3 separate regions of the Mus musculus genome follow, and regions 1 and 2 are each linked to region 3. The links are chromatin contacts, called in public promoter capture Hi-C and targeted proximity ligation maps. All regions are on one chromosome and are shown on one strand. The core of a region is the stretch at or near the end of the contact, and the rest is flanking DNA. Distances in the headings are between cores, read along the strand shown.

Region 1 (3,048 bases), core at 72-2,571, 170 kb before region 3:
ATAAATTTTAATTTAATTTTTTTCATTTTTTAATTCTATATGCACGAGTGTTTTGCCAACATGTATGTCTGTGCACCACACATATGCCTGGTGCTTTTGGAAGCCAAAAAAAGAGCAACAGATCCCTTGGAATGGGAGCTATAGGTGATTTTGAGCTGCCATGTGAGTTCCAGGAAGAGAACCCAGGTCCTCTGGAAGAGAAGCAAATGTTCTTAGTCACAGAACTGTCTATCTATTCCCCTCCATTTCACCTTTACGAAATGGGAAATTACACTGAAGTTCAATTATCCTTCTATATTGGTGCTCCCACCCCCGACACCTGGAGGCCTTTTATTTGTAAGTATGTTTGCCTCGTCATGGTCTGCGGCACTCCCTGGGGCTGTCAGCACGATGAAACCAAGTGATGGGTTTGAGCTGCATGTTCAATCTGGGGCTGATCACCCCACACTCATGATCACTCGCTGCCTGTGAGGTTCAGGACGATCTGCCCAGATCTGTAGTCATCAATGATTTCAAATTCCCCAATGCAACCATGCCCCTCACCACAGACAGAAGCCAGACTGTGACTTTGGAACCTAATAAAGACCTGGCACGTGCCTTGTTGCTATTCTTGAGGGCATCAGCCAGGACATTCACATGCACCATTTTGGTGAAAAAGAAAAGTGGTAGAAATATATATATCTTTGATATAAAGCTGCCTGTATATAAAAAAGCAATAATTTTTTTGTTATGGAGTTTTTCATCAGATATTTTCTTATATATCTTGGTCTATCATTTATAAAAATGATATTAATATAAACTGAAATTATTTTATTAATGTATTTTAATCACATATTAATGAGATTAATGTGATATTTCCATACATATGAGATGGATTGATTATGTTCAAACACCTTTTTCCCCCACACTCTAAATTAACATTAATGCTGAATGGATTTTTATAGAAGTAACTTAGTATCTTAAATTAAGTAGAAATGTCCCAAATGTGGCACCTTTCTCCTCACTGTTGTAGCCTACCAATGTCAAGAAGACGATCAATCACATGCCTGCTCTTATGCAGGTCTACCAAAGGGACCCCCACCCCAACCAGAGGGACCCCCACCCCAACCTCCTCCAGGCTTCAGAGGAGTTCCCCGAGTCTGAAGCAAGAGCAGAGACTGGCAGCCCTGGTTCTTCCCATAGCAGAGACTATCTCTGTAATAAGAGCAAAGTTGTACAAGTTGCACCCGGCTACTGGAACAAAGCATCCTTTATATGCAAATCCTCTGCCCAGCCTTCTACATCCTCCCGTCTTTCTCAGTAAGAAAGCCTTTCTCCTGGCATGTGCTCACACAAACGTAAGACTAGACTTCCTCGTGGTGGGTGTGGCTGTAGGACTGGAATTCTGGTGAATGGAAAGTGAGCAGAAATCTGGGTATGACGTCCTAATTTTCCCTAATGAGGGGCTCTTGTCACCTTCTCATGTGTTTTCCTCCCTTTAGGCTGGAGGGTGGATGTCCTAGTGAGTTGTCTCTAAGGGATGGACTGAGGTAACTCCTTAGTTCCTTAGTAAAGGTTAGGACAGCCATGGGGAAAGAGTGGGCACCAGTACCGGTGAACTTCTACAAGTTCTGGACCATTTCCTCAGTTGTTACTGAATTGCTCTATTGTTGACCATTGTGTGTTTAAGATCTTGTGCTACAGTTGCCAAGCTTGTATATTACCTACCCCGTGCTTACCTTACTGTCTGCGAAAAGGAAATGCTGGACAGATAACTCACCAGCCGTTCTGCCATGACTAGGAGAGTGTTCACTGCATCCAGGCGGTGACTAATATCCTCCCAGTAGGAAGTCAGGGTGACCACGGGCTTCGTGTGGGCCCAAGGTAAGTAGTAATAGTAGTTCCCTGGTAAGGAGTGTCAGGAGTCAGTGAACAGGGACACTTGAAAAGGACAGCATATTTGTTACATAGATGTGTGAACAGAGCTACCCATTAATCCACAGGCCCGGGGAATGGTCTTGGCTAAGGTTTGTTTGCTGTTTGGGGAGCTGGAGATTAAACCCAGAGCCTCATACAAGCTAGGACAGTTCTCTACTGCTGAGCCACACCCGGGCGCTATTCTGACTCATCAATTTTAATCAGGCAAGCAACAGAGAATAGATGCTTTATTCTTTTATTTTGTGAACCTTTCTAAAACACCAGCACAGGGAGGACAACCATCTTAGGAACAATTTGTGGTTCAGGATCACACAGCTGAGCACCCATGATGGTTACATCATATGGCATGGTAGAATGCAGAGCACTGGAGGTTAGACTCACTGTTTCTCTGTGGAACTGTGCTTTTAAATGATTGCTTTTGCTGAAAGAAGAGCAGTCCCGCCCCACACCCTGTTCTTCGCAAACCTCGGCTGCCCACATGGGGTTGGCATGACTCGGAGGCTTTCTGTAATTAAGACTAAATGCCTCACATTTTCTGGGGCATTTTATGTCTTAAATTTGCTCATACAAAAAAATTTAGATAAAAATATAGCAGTCCTGTTGGGCTGTTTATGTGTACCGGGCCATATACACAAACATACAATTAAAAAGAGAAACAAAATCTTTTAAAAGAGAGCTGGGTGACAGGACTGGGTGAGCACTGGTGAGAATCAGCCTGGCTTTTCCAGTGTCTGAGCCAGAGTGCCACCATTGTCAACCACCGAATCTAAGGGGGATTTGCAGTTGGTTGGGGTGCAGCTGCTTTAGGGAGTGTGGTATTTAGTGGGGTCATCATCTTGGGATTTTATGAGCTCTTGTGTCCAGCCTGGGACACTGTTCCACAGATTTAGCAACTATTATGGGTACCTAAAATCCAATGCTCTTTCTTAAATTGACTAATGAGATGCTGAGGATAATGGCCCTCGGAGCGAAAATACAGTATATGCTTCTTGTCCTGGGGTGTGCCCTCTGTACGCATGAATAAGAGAGAACTTCACACCAGTCTTACCGTCAAATACTGCACGGCTGTATTGAGTGGTTGATGCCAAAGGTTTACAGGTTGCATCAAACTTGTTGCCATAGTTCCCAATG
Region 2 (3,431 bases), core at 648-3,147, 250 kb after region 3:
TAAAGGGCAAGGAGGGGAGCAGATGGCTCACTAGGCAAAGTATTATCAGCTAACCTTTAAGCTGCTTGGTCCTGGGTAAGGCAAGGGAGGTGGTGGATGGGTGGCAAACAGGGGAATTTCAGAAGATTCAGATAACAGAGCACAAGTATTATAATCACAACATTTTGGCTTACTAGTAGCATTCTTCAGTGTTACCCACAAAAATCACAGTGAGCTCATACATAGATGCAGGAAGGGCTGCCCTGTGGTTAGCTCTGACCCAAGATAATTTAGACATAACAGTTCATACCGACCTTTGATTTGATGGGTCCTACATAAACCTTTGTGGAATGTCTTAAGACTAACTAGCAAACCTCATACTGCTCATTCAGAGCATAGAGAACAAAACAGGGTGTGTGGTCAGCATGTCCTTGAGCCAAGTCACTTCTCTGTGTCAGTGACTGGCAGGCATGTTACAGCAACAATGTTAACTAGCTGGCAGGCATGGACCAAAATGGCTACAGCTATAGGGGTTGGGGGTCTGGCCAATACATAATATCAACTTCTGAGGGCACACTCAAAGCATAGCAGATGAAAACTACATAAACACCTGAGGTTTAGATAAGCAGATAAGTGTAGTTTAGAAGTCTGAAGAGCTTATCTTTGGAGGGTATAGTGAAGAGCCATCCATGGAGTGGCCATTTTGAGAACTATTCTCTGCTTCTCTCTCTCTCTCTCTCTCTCTCTCTTAAGATTATTTATTTATTTTATGTATGTGAGTACACCATTGCTTTCTTCAGACATACTAGAAGGAGGCACCAGATCCCATTGCAGATGGTTGTGAGCCACCATGTGGTTGCTGGGAATTGAACTCAGGATCTCTGGAAGAGCAGTCAATACCCCTTAACCACTGAGCCATCCCTCCAGCCCCTATTCTCTGTTTCTTGATCTGGGTCATGTTGACATGAGCATGCTCAGTGAGTGAGCTTTCTTTGAGCTATACATTTCCATGGTTTCGGCAGTAGTTGAAACTACACCATCAAATACTGGATTTCAGAAGGCATTGGAGGCTTGGTTGATTTATAGGCCCAGTATTGCCTGGGTGGATGGTGTATCTTGGTGGTCCATACTTGGCTGACAATATAGCAAATAGATAAATGGAATCAAGAAACCATTGATAAATGACTTATATATAATTATGGATCTTGTTAGTATCGTTATACAATTGTTTTTCTTCATTTCATAGCATTCTACTCCAAGAAGAGTGTGGTTTCTCAGAGATACCACAAACCCTAATGCAAACCACGGAGTATCACGATTGTAGCAATAGCTGGCAAAGCATGCTGCCAGCTCAGTGGTCTCAGAGTTAAAGCCAAAAGATCAGGTGAAAGAAATTGCTCTAATGAGGTGCTGCTCTCAAAAGCCTGAAATCCTGTTAATGCCCTGCCTGAGAAGCAGGGGAAAACTGTCCAGACCACCCACTGAAGTATCTAAAGTCTTGAATTCTAATCCCATCTCTGCGCCTCCCTTTTAGTGTGACTGTAAGCAAATCAGTTGACATCTCTAAGCTTCACTTTCCCCATCTGTAAGTTGAAGATAAAACACACACCTTAAAGAGAAAAAAGAGCGTTTGCATCTGGTGTTGGAAATGAATCCTCTCATCTTCTTAGCCGCTAAATAGTTTTCTTCTTCTATTTTCTATAGGAGAAAACAAGATCGGGGAAGGGGGAGGCTCAGATGGGAGTCATCACTCTCCTGAAACCACAGGGCTGGTTAGTGAACGGGACTCCAGAGCCTGGCTTTTAACAATTACTGAACTGCCTGGTTAAATTCCCCGGGGGTCAATGAACCGATGCACCTAATTGTGTGTGGCATATTTGGAGCATTTCAGAAACGTTAATGATTAAAAGGAGAGCAGAGTGGAACCCAGATATTGGACCATAACAAATCTGAGGTTAACAGGGATCATCTCTGAGCATGCCCAGTCTCCAAGCATAGATAAGTTCACAGAGGAAGGTAAAGGTTCCCGGGGTGTTAGGAATAATTTATGTACATAGGAGCCACGGTTCTCAGGAACTGATTGGAGAGAGAGGATCTACAAAGAAACACGCAACAAGGTCTGCAGGGTGCCCTCTGCCCAGGAAACTGCAGGGGTGCAGCCCTCTGACTCGAGGCCAGGAGAGCTAGGAGAATCAGAGAGCTCTCCAGCCACATATACCCCGACCCCTGTCTCCCAGGCCAGTTTGTCAAGCTTGGAGCAGAGAGCCGAGGTCTGGATCCTGTAGTCTGAGTGAGAGTAGGCAATGCCAAGGCCAGTGAGAGGTCATCTGTGAGAGGTTGGGACCCTGTCTCTTTCGTCTCCCATTTCATCTCTGTTGTCTAGTGTAAACACTTAGATGTTAGCCAAATCTGCTACATTTTTAAAAATGGGATGAAGATAAATACATCAGGGTCTAGAAGGGAAACGGACATAAATATTTCAGATGGAACACAGGACTTCAAAGAAACCTCCAAAGTCTTACAAGAGTCGTACACTCTGTCTCCAGAGAGTAAAACTGTAGAACCCCGAGTTCATATGTTTTACTACTGGTAATATTTAGCTACAAAACTCTGAAAGGCTGGGAAGGCACTAAACCAGGTTTTCTCTCCCCTCTTAGCTTTTCTGTCTCTGGTGCTCATCGTTAGATCCCAAGCCAGCTCAGGCTGCTGCCCAGGTCATGTTCATTTACAGCTGAGTCTCTCCCCTCCCTCACAGCTGATTTTCACACAGCTCCCAGGCTAATATACTCTCCTCAGTCCCATTTGTCACCCAGCAATCAGAGACAGCCTGGCTGCCAGCTCTGTATAAAGGATCCATCAATCACATGACATAGACCCTCTTTCCTTCTTCTGAGAAGGGACATTACCACCCCACTAGGCCACATGGGCCTGAACTCTCCTTAGAGTTCCCATCATGTCTGTCTGTCTGACGTCTGTCTGTCTGTTTATAGTGTTAATTACCCTCTGAATAAATCTTATTCAACAGGACAGACTGTCTCAGTGTCTCCTAAACCCAGAATGTTTTTTCTCTTCTCTGTAGTTAGGAGCCAGAACTGAAGCGTGGCCAAGGCTGGTGCTAAGGATCATAGGTAGCTCATGTGTCTTGGTGGGGATGTAGACCCAAGTTAACTGCAACTATGGCTCTAGGTTCCCATGGAGCCTTTTGCTAATGTTCTCTTTGGATTAGTTTGAGATAGAGTCTCCCAGTGTAGCCCAGGATGCCTCCCAGTGTAGCCCAGGGTGCTCTGTGACTCCCCATCCTCCTGCCTCAGGTTCTCTCATACGGGAATTGCAGGCATGTGGCTCCTGCCTGGCTACACTGCTGCTACATTTGCTGACTCCTACATACTCTCAGAAGGGGTTTCTCTGGGAAGTTTTACCCATTTAAGGGTAGTTGGTGTATGGGGTGGGGT
Region 3 (3,152 bases), core at 101-2,600:
CTTAGTTATCAAGTAGCTTTCGGATCTATAATTTAAGTGAAATGGGCTGGGGGAGTCAAAGAACATGTCAATTGTGTGTCCTGAGAAGAATCCCAAACTTTAGGGAACTTTGTTGGGAGTTCTCAAAATCCTGCCTTGCATATGAGTATTTAAGGAAAGGAGACTATTGCTTCCAGAACACTGCCTGGCTGGGAGTCCACCGGGAGGGGCCTGGGCTGTGACCCAGCTCAGACACATAGTTCCCTCCTCTTGGATATCGGTCTCTAGCTCTGCCGATGTTCCAGATTGTCCTACTGTCTCAGAGATTCCACTCCAAGAGACAGAGTGGAGTGGTAATGTGTGAGACAGCGTGAAGTAAGTCACAGTGGATGATCAGGGAAATGGTACCCGATAAGCCCAAAGGCCCTTCCGAACTTGGATTAGGTATTTTAGGCTGAGAATCCAGTCGCTTCTAATCCCACATCCCCTAAATTCAGACAGGGCTGAGGGTTCTGCCTCTCGAAGCCCTTCCCAACGGTGCCGCTGAACAGAAACGCAGTGATTTGGCCATGTATGCCCCACTACTCACTTCCTCGCTGGAGAAAGGAGGCTACACCCCAGTACTTCATCTTGAACTTGGCAGGATCTTCAGTGTCTGTGAAAGTGCCCACCATGTCTGCACACACTTCCCAGTTGCTGCAAAAGCCAAGAGAATCCTGAGCCAAGCCAGGAAAGGGCTTCTACCTCATCCAAGGTACTCTTTTCCCATCCCAGTGAGGGTTGGGCTCCCAGGGAGCCAAAGGCAAGGTGGGAGGCACTTTGGAACGCCGCACACAGCCCACCAGAGGCCACTGACCTCAGAAGACGGACTCGTCCCTTGGCTGTGGCGCTCATATGACCCTTCTCGTCCACAGAAAACTCAGCGATGATGTTGTCTTGCAAAAAGAGACCCTCGGGGTCCTTTTTGGCGATGGCATACCAGAGCCCAGAGAACTGAGAAAGAGATGAGAGAGCTAGGGACTGGAGTCTGGGCTCCACCTCTGACCCGCAGGAATCGGGGAACCCGGGCTGATACCTACACGAGCCTTGTCGAAGTTCTCCTTGACTCGGAAGCTGCTCACCCTGCAGTCGCGCTCGGCGCTGCCGCCTCCCAGAGCCGCCAGCAGCACGAGCGCCCACACCCACTCCATCTCACCCCGGAGTCTGCCCTGCGGGACAGGCGCAGGGTAAACGCGGGGCCGGAGGACCGAGGCCGCCCGTCGCCCCCTCCCGCCCCACCCCGCCCTGCAGGTCCCCGGGGGAGCGCGCGGCGGCTCACCAGCAGGAGCCGCGTGCAAGCCTGGCCGCCGCGTTCGCGCGCGCGTGGAGCGACGGAGCCGAGCGGCCGTCGGTCCTTTATAGCTCCGGGGGGAGGGGGTCGCGCTTTCGTAACCGCGCGGGGTGAAAGACCGCGGGGAGGTGCCGGGGGCGGGAGGGGGGGGGGCGGCCGAGCTTGCATAACGCTCCCTGACTCACTCCTGAACGCACGCGGGGCCCCTCCGTCAGCCTTGCCGTCCCACGTCGCCTATGCTCCGAGCTCCGCTCAGGGTGGTCTCGGTGGAGCCAAACTCTCCAGCCCAGAGGATCCATCGGGGCCAAGAGCTGGCCCGGGGACCCAGCGGCAGCCAGCTGCAGTCTTGGGTGGCCTCCAGGTCCTGTTGCCCTGGCTGGAGGCCTACGTGGCCATGGTGTGGTGATGGTGGCCTCACTGAGCGAAAAGGGACCTATGATGTAGCCTGGAACATTAGCGTCCAGGCCCTGGCTTTCCCAAGTGGCCCCTGCTTCTACTGAGGAGCTGTTGTGAGAAGCTTTTTGGCATATTTTGGCTGTTTTTTTTTCCCCCTTTGAGAAAGGGCATATTTTACTCTTTGATGAGTTGTGGTGCTGTTTGGGTCAATATTTATTCTTTCATTTCATCATCTTTAGAAGGACTAAACCGCTCCCTGTTAAATATTCTCTAGAAACGCAACCTGGTCAGGACAGGAAATATTTTCTCAGCGCCAATGGCCGAGTGGTTGATCGTCCACTTCTCTTGCCACACTCCCCTGAAACCACACTGAAAAACATAATTGCCAAGTGTTTACCATGCATTTTTATTTCTAAGCCATATTAGGATTTATTTATTTCCAGAACAGCGAGGAAAACTGGCTCAGGAAGAGAAAAAGGAGAGGGAAAGAATTCCATAACCTTAATGGTAGTAGCCAAAAAAAGCTGTTGAAGGGTTGATTTTTTTTTTTTTTTTTTTTTTTTTTTTTTTTTTTTTTTTTTTTTTTTGCCTATGGCACGATATAACTCTACATTTCCCTCTGTATTTGGAGTTTGCGATCTGTCAAACTGAACCTAGCAGTTAAAAGGAGGAAGATTTCGACCAAATGAGATTTAGTGGGAAAAAAAAAAATTTTTTTTGACGAGAAAGTATTTGTGTCTCCATTGCCCAAAGTCTGAGCATATGAGAGTACATTGACCACTCTGCCATAGCTATATAAGAGGAGATGGGGAAAGGAGGAGAGACAGAGACGCCACAGAAAGAACTAAGTTGCCATTTCTTTCAACAAGCACCTTAGCCATGCCTGGCAACCTTGCAGAGATACCTGCGGCCTCCTTCAGCTTCCTGTGAGCTTTTGGACATTCACCTGCCTGGTTCTCTCTCCACCCCTGCACCCATTGTGCTCCTTGTAGTCTCTGTGGCACCAGAGACCATGTTTTATTTCCATAGGACTCTACAACTAGGGAAGAGTGTTTCTGGCCAGGAGGCTAACTGGGAAATTTGACTGGACTAGTTTTACCAAAGGATGCATTTCTTGCCTCTCAGTTTCAACTGGGGCATTGATTCCAGTACCTTATGCCCCACAAATCCTTTGTAGAAAAGGATGCATTTGAATATAATCTATATACACCCTTGTGTGTATTTTAGTCTTCTCTGGATTATAATGTTTAATACAATGTACATGTTATATAAATAACTATTGTACTGTAAACAAAGAACTATGAGTTCAGTGTAGACACAAGTGTTGTGTGTTGTTATGCAAACTTTTTTTTAAAGCTATATTGTTTAGAGAATGATTAAAAAGTTGGTAGCCATCTGGACATGAACACCTAACTACATGGTTCATAAACAAGCTGAAGGTGTCCAG

The links. Promoter capture Hi-C pulls out the DNA fragments that hold promoters and counts their contacts.
Region 1: a targeted proximity ligation map of pancreatic cancer cells shows a contact between it and region 3. A contact is called at or near these places in 4 of 39 promoter capture datasets (cranial neural crest, embryonic stem cells and hippocampal neurons), 3 of 484 Hi-C or Micro-C datasets (embryonic stem cells, liver and nephron progenitors), 2 of 130 datasets of targeted methods (embryonic stem cells and pancreatic cancer cells) and 3 of 9 other capture datasets (adipose tissue, liver and pancreatic islet).
Region 2: a promoter capture Hi-C map of liver shows a contact between it and region 3, with 2.9 times the contacts expected there. A contact is called at or near these places in 8 of 39 promoter capture datasets (cranial neural crest, embryonic stem cells, frontonasal cranial neural crest and 4 more), 2 of 484 Hi-C or Micro-C datasets (liver and nephron progenitors), 1 of 130 datasets of targeted methods (pancreatic cancer cells) and 2 of 9 other capture datasets (adipose tissue and embryonic stem cells).

Annotation. Positions count from the first base shown.
Region 1 is chr19:37,957,955-37,961,002 of GRCm38.p6, forward strand. It overlaps Myof (myoferlin), which reads right to left. Exons shown (of 54, transcript NM_001302140.1): 20 at 2,966-3,048; 21 at 1,760-1,884. Among named protein-coding and RNA genes, the nearest start is that of Gm52397, 27 kb to the right of the region's middle.
Region 2 is chr19:38,370,759-38,374,189 of GRCm38.p6, forward strand. No RefSeq gene overlaps it. Among named protein-coding and RNA genes, the nearest start is that of Gm41844, 6.8 kb to the right of the region's middle.
Region 3 is chr19:38,123,461-38,126,612 of GRCm38.p6, forward strand. Rbp4 (retinol binding protein 4, plasma) reads right to left here and starts at 1,351. Exons shown (of 6, transcript NM_011255.3): 1 at 1,298-1,351; 2 at 1,059-1,187; 3 at 836-972; 4 at 569-675. The coding sequence starts at 1,169. It overlaps Gm32440 (a long non-coding RNA gene), which reads right to left. Exons shown (of 4, transcript XR_877843.2): 4 at 2,294-3,152.